2 separate regions of the Pan troglodytes genome follow, and region 2 is linked to region 1. The links are chromatin contacts, called in public Hi-C maps. All regions are on one chromosome and are shown on one strand. The core of a region is the stretch at or near the end of the contact, and the rest is flanking DNA. Distances in the headings are between cores, read along the strand shown.

What was found. A called contact is a pair of places that touch in the nucleus more often than the background predicts.
Region 2: a Hi-C map of stem cell-derived neural progenitor cells shows a contact between it and region 1, with 5 times the contacts expected there. The contact joins the promoter of ATG16L1 here to the enhancer-like site in region 1. A contact is called at or near these places in 1 of 7 Hi-C or Micro-C datasets (stem cell-derived neural progenitor cells) and 1 of 1 datasets of contacts at active chromatin or transcription factors (stem cell-derived excitatory neurons).

The regions. Positions count from the first base shown.
Region 1 is chr13:134,812,073-134,818,254 of NHGRI_mPanTro3-v2.0_pri, reverse strand. No RefSeq gene overlaps it. Among named protein-coding and RNA genes, the nearest start is that of EFHD1, 27 kb to the left of the region's middle. Within about 2 kb of position 3,289, at least 14 of the 24 cell types and tissues checked have an H3K27ac peak or open chromatin away from gene starts, as enhancers often do. A contact at or near this core is called in stem cell-derived neural progenitor cells, where this site is marked.
Region 2 is chr13:135,452,594-135,458,775 of NHGRI_mPanTro3-v2.0_pri, reverse strand. It overlaps ATG16L1 (autophagy related 16 like 1), which reads right to left and starts at 2,322. Exons shown (of 17, transcript XM_001150056.6): 1 at 1,984-2,322. The coding sequence starts at 2,098.

The DNA of each region.
Region 1 (6,182 bases), core at 2,040-4,539:
GGGGCTTTAGTCAATTCATCTCCGAATCCCTGGTACCCAACACCATGCCTGGCACACTTAGGCACTGCAACAAAATGATGAAGGAAGGAACTAACGAATAATTGAAGTGAAAATTTATATTTCACTTGACCTTGCCTTCCCTGATCAGACTATGTTTGCAAACACTTCATTTTCACTTTAAGAACTCATGCATCTTGGCTGGGTGCAGTGGCTCATGCCTGTAATCCCAGCACCTTGGGAGGCTGACGCAGGCGGATCACCTGAGGTCAGGAGTTCAAGACCAGCCTGGCCAACATGGCGAAACCCTGTCTCTACTAAAAATATAAAAAATTAGCCGGGCATGGTGGTGGGCGCCTGTAATCCCAATAACTCGGGAGGCTGAGACAGGAGACTCACCTGAACCCAGGAGGCAGAGGGTGCAGTGAGACGAGATTGCACCACTTCACTCCAGCCTGGGTGACAGAGCAAGACTCCATCTAAAAAAAAAAAAAAAAAAAAAAAAAAAGAACTTATGCATCTCATGTTTTAAACATTTTTTTGGTCTTGTAATAGAAGAGATTCATCCATTCAAATGTATTGTGATAGTGATATGTTTCAAAATGCTTTTTCATTGTATTTTATTTTATTTTTTGAGATGGAGTCTTGCTCTGTTGCCAGGCTGGAGTGCAGTGGCGCGATCCCGGCTTTCTGTAACCTCAGCCTCCTGGGTTCAAGCGATTCTCTTGCCTCAGCCTCCTGAGTAGCTGGGACCACCGGCATGAGCCACCACACCCAGCTAATTTTTGTATTTTTTAGTATAGACGGGGTTTCACCATATTGGCCAGGCTGGTCTTGAACTCCTGACCTCATTTTCCGCCCGCCTCCGCCTCTCAAAGTGCTGGCATTACAGGCGTGAGCCACTGGGCCCGGCTGTTTTCTGGTTTTTCTTTCCCTCTCTTTGCAATGCTGATCAAGTGTTTTTTTCTCTTTTTCCCAAGTACAATTGGCCCCCCATTCCCATGGGATTCAACCAACCATAGATCAAAAATATTCAGGAAAAAATATAACAATAAAAATCATACAAATAAAAAACAATACAGCAGGACAACTATCTACATAGCATTTACATTGTATTAGGTATTATAAGTAATCTAAAGATGATTTAAGTATATGTAGGTTATATGCAAATACTACACCAGTTCATTTATTTATTTATTTTGAGATGAAGTCTCACTCAGGCTGGAGTGCAGTGACCCAATCTTGACTCACTGCAACCTCCGCCTCCCGGATTCAAGTGATTCTCCCACCTCAGCCTCCTAAGTAGCTGGGATTACAGACGTGCCCCACCACGCCAGGCTAATTTTTGTATTTTTAGTAGAGACGGGGTTTCACCATGTTGGCCAGGCTAGTCTTGAACTCCTGACTTCAAGTGAACCGCCTGCCTTGGCCTTCCAAAGTGCTGAGATTACAGGCATGAGCCACCACGCCCAGCCTACAGCAATTTATATAAGGGACTTGATTCCATGGATTTGGTATGGGAGTCCTAGAACCAGTGCCTCCTCAGATACTGAGGACTGTAGTTCCATATTATCTTGTTAGTGGTTATCTTCAATTCATTTTATTTGACTTTTAATTAATTAATTAAAAAAAAAGAGACAGGGTCTTGCTGTGTTGCCCAGGCTGGTCTAGAACTCCTGGACTCAAGCTGTCCTCCCGACTTGGCCTCTCAAAGTGCTGGGATCATAGGCGTGAGCCACCACGCCTGGCCCTAACCTTAAATTAAAAAAAAAAAAAAATTTAGCCTGTATTTTCTTTCCTTTTTTTTTTGAGATAGGGTCTTGCTCTGTTGCCCAGGCTGGAGTGCAGTGGCCCAATCACAGCTCACTGCAGCCTTGATGCTGGGCTTAAGCTATTCTCTCACCTCAGTCTCCTGATTAGTTGGGACTATAGGCGCATGGCACTACACCCAGCTAATTTTTTTTTTTTTTTGAGACATTCTCGCTCTGTTACCCAGGGTGGAGTACAGTGGTGCGATCTCGGCTAAGTGCAGCCTCCGCCTCCCAGGTTCAAGTGATTCTCCTGCCTCAGCCTCCCGAGTATCTGGGGTAACAGTTGCCTGCTACCACGCCAGGCTACTTTTTTTTTTTTTTTTTTTTTTTAATTTTTAGGAGAGACGGGGCTTCACCATGTTGGCCAGGCTGGTCTTGAACTCCTGACCTCAGGTGATCCCCACCCGCCTCAGCCCCCCCAAGTGCTGAGATTACAGGCCTGAGCCACCGCGCCCAGCCCGACTGGCTAATTTTTAAATCTTTTGTACAGATAGGATCTCACTATGTTGCCCAGGCTGGTGTCAAAATCCTGGGCTCAAGTGATCCGACTGCCCTGGCTTCCCAAAGTGCTGGAATTACAGGCATGAGCCATTTAGAAATAAAATGGGCCAGACGTGGTGGCCTGGACCTGTAGTCCCAGCACTTCGGGAGGCTGAGGTGGGAGAATCGCTTTAGCCCGGGAGGTGGACGTTGTAGTGAGCCGTGATCGCGCCACTGCAGCCTGGGCGACAGAGCCAGACCGTCTCAAAAGAAAAAACATAATAAGAAAAAAAAAAGTTATGATGTGTCTCCAGATTGGGGTGTGCCACTGAGGCCCATTCCGTGCACCCCAACTTTATTTTTTTTTAATTTTTATTTTATTTTTTTGAGACCGAGTCTCGCTCTGTCGCCCAGGCTGGAGTGCAGTGGCGCAATCTCAGCTCACTGCAAGTTCCGCCTCCCGGGTTCACGGCATTCTCCTACCTCAGCCTCCCCAGTAGCTGGGACCACAGGCGCCCGCCACCACGCCCGGCTAATTTTTTTTTTTTTTTTTTAGTAGAGACGGGGTTTCACCATCCACAGGATGGTCTCGATCTCCTGACCTTGTGATCCGCCCGCCTCAGCCTCCCAAAGTGCTGGGATTACAGGCTGAGCCACCGCGCCCGGTCGCACCCCAACTTTAAAGATGAGGGTCGGTGCAGGTGAGGAACCTGCTCAGGGTCCCCCAGCCCCAGCGCCGGGTCTACCCACGACTGGGGGCGGAGGATGGCGGTGAGTAAAAAAAGAAACCTTCCTCATTCACTGACATTCCAGGGGAGGACGATGGGGACTTCAGCACACCCTGGGATTGCTGCAGGCTGGGGTGTCTCTCAAGAGTTTTGAGTTTAGATTCTCTGGGAGACCAGCCGGCGCGGAGAAGGCTTAAAAGCCCAGCCGATTGCAGACCGTGCGCGGGGCAGGGAAGCGAGGGCCCGGAGTGCCCTCCGGTGGCGGAAGCCAGGAATTACCGCGCACCTATTCTGGACCAGAGTAAAAATCGCCTGGAAAACGTCGAAAATCGTAGACTCTCAAGGGTGAAAGGGGATTTAAAGAGCACTTACTGCAACTCTCCCATCGTATGTCTGGGGACTGTCAGCGTTATAGATCTTGGCCTTCACAGGGACAGTACAGAGAAAGGCAAGCAGCCGCCAAGGCCGGGGTATCCGCCTGCACTTAGCGGGGCTCTCGGAAGCCGGCCTGGGGATGAGCCAGGCGTCCTCGGGCCTGGTGCTGGCGCCTGGCGCGCCCTCTGCTGGATACCGCCGCCTTGTCAGTGACTCGAAATTTGCTCAGAACCGATTTTTTTTTTTTTTTGATATGGAGTCTCGCTCTGTCGGCCAGGCTGGAGTGCAGTGGCGCAATCTCGGTTCACTGCAACCTACGCCTCCCGGGTTCAAGCGATTATCCTGCCTCAGCCTCCCGAGTAACTGGGATTACAGGCGCGCATCACCACACCCAGCTCATTTTTGTATTTTTAGCAGAAATGGGGTTTCACCATGTTGGCCAAGCTAGTCTCGAATTCCTGACCTCAAGTGATCCTCCCACCTTGGCCTCCTAAAGTGTTGGGATTACAGGCGTGAGCCACCGCACCTGGCCCCGAACCGAATATCATACCCACAGCGTTTTTTCATGTATGCATCCATTCATTCAGCAATGTTTTTCTGGTACTGAGGAGCCACGTCCTTACGGCGAGAGGAAGCTGGGGGGCCACAGAGCAAACTGTCTGATCACTTGGTTTCTAATCCTTCCCTCCCTCCCTCCCGCCCTCCCTCTCTCTCTCTCTTTTTTTTTTTTTTTTAGACAGAGTCTCGCTCTGTTGCCCAGGCTGGAGTGCCGTAGCGCAATCTTGGCTCACTGCAACCTCCGCCTCCTGGATTCAAGCAATTCTCCTGCCTCAGCCTCCTGAGTATCTGGGATTACAGACCCATACCACCACGCCCGGCTAATTTTTGTATTTTTAGTAGAGACGGGGTTTCGCCATGTTGGTCAGGCTGGTCTCAAACTCCTGACCTCGTGATCCACCCGCCTCGGCCTCCCAAAGTGCTGGGATTACAGGCGTGAGCCACCACACCCGGCCTCTTTTTTTTTTTGACGGAGTCTCCCTCTGTCGCCCAGGCTAGAGTGCAGTGGCATGATCTGGGCTCAGTTGCAACCTCTGCCTCCCAGGTTCAAGAGATTCTCCTGCCTCAGCTTCCCGAGTAGCTGGGATTACAGGTGCGTGCTGCCACGCCTGGCTAATTTTTTTGTATTTTTAGCAGAGACAGGGTTTCACCATATAGGTCAGGCTGGTCTCGCACTCCTGACCTCAGGTGATCCACCCACCTCAGCCTCCCAAAATGCTGGGATTACAGATGTGAGCCACTGCACGCAGCCTGGCCCCTAATTCTTTAACATCCCACTAAGACAGGGGACTCTGGCATAGCATCTGGGTGTCTGACTCCATCACCTCTGGGGAAGAAAGCAAAGGTGGTGAGAAGACGCTGGAACCGGCCAGCCCTGGAGGCGGGGTCGGCTGGGGCACCTCCTTCCTGGCCTCTGCGCCTACTAGACGCCTAGGCTGGTAAGGTGCTTCCTTATCTGTAAAATGGGACCACAATGATCTGGCTATCAGGGCTGGGAAGGCTTGAATGAGCTTATGTACTCGGAAGAGCCTGCCAGGCCTGAAGGGGAAGGGCACTGTGGGAAGCGTGGTGTCAGCGCCAGGACTTAGGGAGAGAAAGAGGCCTCAGGCTCCTGGTCCCAGGCATGTGTGTTTCCCCATCTTGCTGAGCTGTGGGAAGTGGGAAGCTGGAAGAGAAGGGAAGAGGATGAGCCGTGTTTCAGACCCTGAATGTTGAATGTGGGGTGACAGTGAAGTCTCGTGTCTACTGGGCAGGTAGGGAGAGAGACAAGAGCCTGGGTACCACAGAAGACGACCACCTGAGGTCTTGTTGGCTTGAGATGGAGGAGCAGAGAGGGGAGGATCTGACCCACGGCCCAGGCAGGAGATCAGGAGGCCCACCCTGAAATGAGAGTGAGAAGGGTGTTCTCCAGGCCAGGGACGATGCAGAACCCGGCAGGGTGGGCTGGAGGCTCTAGGAGAGAGCGGTGGCAAAAGAGTGGTGTCTGCTGGCCCAGAGCGTTCATTTCAGAGGCTGGAGAGGGAAGAAAATCAAGAAGGAAGGAGGTGGCCACGAGCAGCTGTTTTTAGCTGAGAAAGGAGAAATCAGTGAAGGGTAAGACGAATAAAAGATAGAAGGGGACAGGAAACTGTCTTTTTAAAGGAAAAGATCATTTGGTACCTATGAAGAAGCATCTGATGAAGGTCAACATCCACCCCTGATAGAAACTTTTGGTAAATTAGCAGTAGAATGATTCCTTGAGTGAATATGAAGAAGAATCCTCTCTAGGTAGCTGTAGGAAATCCTAGAAGCACTGAAGTTCAGTCTACAAGGAATAAATCCCAGTGGCACTGCAATCATTTGACATTTTTTTCTGGATATTGTGGCCAACGCAATGACACACAAAAATAAAGTAGTGTAATGACTGGGAAAGGGAGAGGCAACAATTATCATGATTTAAAGCCAAAAAAACTCAGAGCCACCACCCTCTCCACAAAACGAAATAAAACAAAAGGCTCACAAAAGCCAAAGCATTGTCATCCGAGGAGAGCGAGGGCAAGAAAACTTAGTCGTTTTTCTTCTTCTCTTCCTCCTCCTCCTCTTCCTTCTTTCTTCTTCATTTCTTCTTCTTCCTCCTCCTCCTTCCTCCTCCTCTTCTTCTTCCTTCCTCCTTCCTCCTTCCACCTCCTCCTCCTCCTCCTCCTCCTCCTCCTCTTCCTCTTCCTTCTTTCTTCTTCATTTCTTCTTCTTCCTC
Region 2 (6,182 bases), core at 1,073-3,572, 640 kb before region 1:
AGGATATTAGCTTTTAAAGCATAAGCACCTAATAAGCACCTAATGAACTGATTTATGTCATCTGTCAGGGAATCATGTTTTGAGGAAGAGGGACTTCTTGTGCTTCTGGCTTTCTGAAACAGCACTGTTCTTCAGGGCCTCCTAGAACAGCAAAGCATCCCCTTTCTTCTTAGTTTTGTTAAAACAATGGGTGCAGTGAAAGCAAAGAACCATTTACTGGGGGAGCCAGTGAGAAAAGCAAATGCAAAAGTTAGTCATCAAGCCTAAGTTCAAATTCCAGTCCCGGCTGGTCACGGTGGCTCATGCCTGTAATCCTAGCACTTTGGGTGGCTGAGGCAGGTACATCACCTGAGGTCAGAAGTTCAAGATCAGCCTGGCCAACATGGTGAAACCCTGTCTCTACTAAAAATACAAAAATTAGCCGGGCGTGGTGGTGCTTGCCTATAGTTCCAGCTACTAGGGAGGCTGAGGCAGGAGGATCTCTTGAACCTGGGAGGTGGAGGTTGCAGTGAGCTGAGATCACGCCACTTGCACTCCAGCCTAGGTGACAGAGCAAGACTCTGTCTCCAAAAAAAAAAACAAACAAAAAAAAAACCAGTCTCACCATTAACCTGCTGTGCAACCTCAGAAGTTACCTAATCTCTCTTGGCCTCAGTTTCATGTGTGAAAATGGCAATAACAGTTCCTGCTTCATACACAGAATTTTGGGAAAGATAAAATGAAATAACACATGCAAATACTTACCACAGTACTAAAATTTGTCTGCACAGTAGTCATTTGGGAAGCATCAAAAAACACTGATAACTTGGCATGCAGTTCTAGGCTTAATCTCACACAAACACAAAAACACACACACACACTGATACCTGTGTACTGTGATACTTGTGATTTAGTTGGTCTGGGCTGTGGCTTGGGATTTGTAATTTTTTAAAGATCCACAGGTGATTCTAATGTGGAGCTAAGTTTGAGAACTACTGATTTTGCACAATCAGAATGCAATATAAGGCAGCAATTATTATTCTGAATATCATCATCAGCATAACTTGAGAAAGTCGTCAGGTTTACTTTCAGACGCAGATGGAACCACCTTAGGAGCATTATGATTTAGGTAAAGGTACAAACATTTTTGTACCCTTAAGCTGCAAGCAGTAAGGGGAAAGAAAACCACCTCTTTCATACTGAAGATTTCAGTAACAGTAAAGGTTCTGTTAATATTAAGATATTAACACCAAGGTGGGGCCGGGCTCGGTGGCTCACGCCTATAATCCCAGCACTTTGGGAGGCCGAGGTGGGAAGATCGCTTGAGCGCAGGAGTTGGAGACCAGCCTGGGAAACACAGTGAGACCTCGTTCCAAAAAAATTTTTTTAAAAAAATTAGCCGACCGTGGTGAAGCGCGTCTGTAATCCCAGCTACTCGGGAGGCTTAGGTGGGAGGATCACTTGATCCTGGGAGTTTGAGACTGCAGTGAGCCGTGATCTCCGCCACTGCACTCCAGGCTCGGCGACACAGCAAGACCCTGATCCCCTATCCCGTTTCCCCGCAAAAAAAAACCACCAACGTGGAGTAAGGGAAGTAAGTTTGAGGAATCAAAGGCCACCCGTTCCAGTGCATTGAGAAGGCAATGTTAATTCTGCGACTGAAAGTCAACGACCGTTTCATTAACATGACCCCATAGATGGGATGTTTCTGGGACCTATTTAAGTGCATAAGCATTGTTATGAGCTACTGGGATTTACAAATACAAACACGAACTGTGCCTCCCCACAAAGATCGTACAATTTAATAGGGAAAATCCTCCAAAGATAAAACGCAGGTTAGAAAAAACATTTAAAAGGCGTGGGGCGTCCCAAGCGCGGGTTACCCGAGGCGGCCGCCATGCGTGCGGGCGGCGCCAGGTACTCGGCCTCAGGTTCCCGCTGACGCCCCGCATGCCTCCGCGGGGCCCGCCCGCCCGGCTCCCAGCCCGCACCGGCGCCGCTCACACTGCAGGATGATCTCCTCGAACGCCTGTCTCTGCAGCCGGTCCCGGCGCCTCAGTTGCTCCGAGATGTGGCGCTTCCAGCGGGGGAAGTCAGCGGCGCGGAGGCCCGACGACATGTCACTTGCTGCCCCGGCACCTCAGCGCCACCAATGCGAGCGAGGGCTGACGGCCGCAGCCTGCAGCATGAGGCAACCAGCAGAAGCGGGAATGCCGGCAATCCCGGAGCTCACCTCCACACACTGGCCGTACCCGAGACCATCCGGGACGGTCTTCCGGCTCATGCCGGAAATGATTTTCGAGAGGGCCGGAAGACCCTCCCCCTCACCCGAAGCACGGGCTCAGGGGCCGGTGCCTACGCAGGGCGCTCGCTAGTGACGCCAGCCTGTAGCCGGAAGCGTCAGCTGCAGAGGAGCGGCCGCTTGGGGGCGTCCGGGCCCTGCGCAAGGCCCAGCGCCGGGCGGGAAGGAGGCAGGAAAGGGGCCGCTTCCGCCTGACTGCTTACTTTTCTTTTGCTGCTTTTCAACCCTTTTCGTGTTTTCTTTCTTGGCCTGTCTCCCCCTACTTTTTTTTAAATCGCAGTTTAGGAACAAATGGGGTTCCCTCCATAGTAGCTCTGTGGCTGTGGATGAGTGACAGCCTACCTAAGCCTCAGTTGTCTCATCTGTAAAATGGGGACAGTAATGATACCTACCTCAGAAGGTTGTCACGAATAGTAAAACGAAAAACCCATGTAATGCAGTCAGCACTGTGCTTGGTACAGGGGAAACCTAAGTTTACAAAGACACCTGGTGTCTTCCCAAGGCCTACCCTGACAGCAGGAGCATTGCCATCTTGGACAACTGCCACCATTTTAAGTTCCCCTTGATTAAGAAACTGCCTAAATCCAACCCAAAAACATCAGCCTAATGGCTAATGTCAGCATAACCAGAAACATTCCAACCCTAAGATAAACCCACTTCCAACCAGAAACATGCCAACCCGGAGATAGCCTCCCCTCCAGCCAGAGACTTTCCAACCCTGCAATAAACTTTCCCTCATACAGAAACATTACGAACCTGCAATAAGCTCACCGCTTCGTAAACCCTTAAACACCCTTAATGTGTAAGAGAAAACGCTCCTGACCAAAATCGACAAGAAGCCCCTCTCAGGTTTATTCTCCAAAATAAACCTGTCTTTGACTGTTAAGCTGCTTTTCGTGTTTCTTTCTTGTTTCTTAACTCTTACATACCTGAAGTCAGGGTGCGTTGGCAAGAGTGTCCCACTGAACTTGGAAACAGGTTTTGTGGTTTGTTTGGGGTTTTTGTTTTTGTTTGCAATGGAGAAGAGAACTGGAAACAGGAGCTAAGAAAGATGTGAATTGTGTATCAGAGTTTGTCTTCATCATTAGAATCCTAGAAATTGTGGCCTGACAATAAATGGAGCCTTAGAAGGTAATCTGAGGCTGTAGATGTTGAAAGGGGGAGATGAAGACACACTGGCTCCTGAGAAAGTTGTGTCTGTGAACAAGCTCAGTAGAATGGAAAACCCAGTTCTGTAATAGAGTTGCTGGAGCTCCATCTGCCTTTAACAATTAGTGAATTTACTGCATGAAAATGGAGCCAGACAAAGTAGTTGGCCAAAAGAGGAAAGGAATATCAGAAACTACCTTCTCTTCCAGTGTGTCTCAAGTCCAGAGGAAGGTCCTTCAGAGACAGATAAGAAGAACTTAGGCTGAGGAGAGGAGGACAGTCAGGCTTCTAGCACTGTAGTTAAAGATGGTTCACTGGTAGTCAGTATTGAGTGGACCTGAAGTCGTTGGAAGGATCCAATGGGATCAGAAATAGAAGTGACTTCCTCACACACTGAAGAAAATGAAAAAGTTCTGAAAGTGACCGAGAATGCCTTCAAATGCAGCAGTGGCACCACCCTTAAAAGACCATTACACCAAATCTTGACAGTTGAGCATGTTAATTTTCCACATTTATGATTAAAATATGTTTCCAAGGTTGGGCATGGTGGCTCACACCTGTAATCCCAACACTTTGGGAGGCCAAGGTGAGAGGATCACTTGAGCTCAGGAATTTGAGACCAACCAGCCTGGGCAACATGACACAACCTGTCTCTACAAAAATACAAAAAATTAGTTGAGTGTGGTGGTGTGTGCCTGTAATCCTAGCTACTGGGATGGGGCTGAGGTGGGAGCATCGCTCGAGCCTAGGAGGTCAAGGCTGCAGTGGGTTCTGATCGCACCACTGTGTTCCAGCAGCCTGGTCAACAGAGCAAGACCCTGACTCTCTCTCTCTCTATATATAAAAATGTGTTTACAAATTTGCAGTTTGCCTAACCAGCAATTCCACTTGCAGGAATTTATGCCAAGAAATATTTGGACACATGTCCACATACAAAAATCTTTGTTGCAGCATTGTTTTTAGGTTGGTGTAAAAGTAATTGCGGTTTATAATAATGATGAGAAGTTGGAGAAAAAAATCTACATTTCCAACAATAAGAGATTGGTTAAATTAGTGTACATTTATTGCTGGAAATTGTTGATAGTAACAGCAGTATATGTCATAAATCAATTTATGTGAAATGAGTATGTCCTTAGCTCATCATAGACAAATATTTGTTGAACACATGAAGAATAATTTCTAAAGAAAGAATGTGAAGCTCTGCTAGTCCTGCCCTCCTCCTAACTCACCAGCTTTATCTAGCACGCAACCACAGCCACGCTGAAGCCTCTTACTTCCTTCTGCTTACCGTGCTCCCTCTCGTTGCAGGGCCTTTGGATTTACTGTGTTGGGCACATCTTCCCTTCTGACTTCTCCAAATTAATTTCTGTGTGTTCGTTCTCATTTCAGTAGTCACTTCCTCGCAACAGTAGGATAAGAGACCTTCACAACCTGTTACAGATCTTATCTCCCTGTTATGCGTGTACCTCTCCTTTATAGCATTGATCCCAGTTATAGGTTCACATGTATTTGTATCATTACTTGATAAAGGTCTGTCTCCCCCAGTAGACTGTAAACTCCATGAGACAAGAGCTGTGTCTGTTTTTGCACATCATTATATCTCCAGCAAGAGCATGAAGCCCTTTATGTATTAGGTGCTCAGTAAATGTTATTTAATTAATGAATGGAATATGTGAAAATACTGATAATAGTATTATCTGTAGGCAGTGGTGTTGCTGGGTTTTTTTCTTATATGTGTATTTTATATGCATTTTCTAATAGGTAGACATTATATATATATATACTACATATGCATGAAAAAGTTGGGCCGGGCGCGGTGGCTCACACCTGTAATCCCAGCACTTTGGGAGGCTGAGGCAGGTGGATCACCTGAGGTCAGGAGTTCATGACCGGCCTGTCTAACATGGCAAAACCCCATCTCTACTAAAAATACAAAAAATTAGCTGGACGTGGTGTCAGGTGCCTGTAATCTCAGCTACTTGGGAGGCTGAGGCAGGAGAATCGCTTGAACCCGGGAGGTGGAGGTTGCAGTGAGCCGAGATTGTGCCATTGTACTCCAGCCTGGGCGACAGAGTGAGACTCTGTCTCAAAAAAAAAATTATAGAAATGAACACATATTTATTGATAAAACCACTTATTTCAAAGCATGGTAGACTCTGGGAGATCACAAATAAGCAGGAACACTTCTACAGTGCTACGGGCTGTGCATTCTTCTGAGTAGTATTTCACATATTATAACTCATTTCCTCCTCACGATAATCCTGCTCAGTAGCATCTTCATCCTTATTTACAGACGAGGAATCTGAGGCACAGGGAGGTTAAGTAACTTGCATGAGGATACCTGGCTAGTAAAGTGGCAAGACTTGGGTTCAAATACAGGCAATTTAATTCTAGCATCTGTGCCTTTAACCACTGCACTCCATCATCCAGTCTCTGTTCTGGCTGTCACTGCAGTCTGACTGGACTAGAATACATGAAACAGAATAATTTTTAAGTAATATGTGACTCACTCCTAAATTAGCCAATAGGGAGGGCAACCTGGTGAAGAGCAAAGTCAGTGATGGGGAGGCTTCAGGTGTGTTCACAGGCCCTGAGGGGAATGACTGGATGGAGGGTGAGTAATACAGGGGATGAGTAATAGGAAGGAGGAGGAAATAGGTTGTCTGAATACTCTGGTGACAAATAACAGATCTTGAGAGCTTTTATATTTGTTCTGGTAAATAGTGATTGTCTAAAGGATTCAGCATGCTTT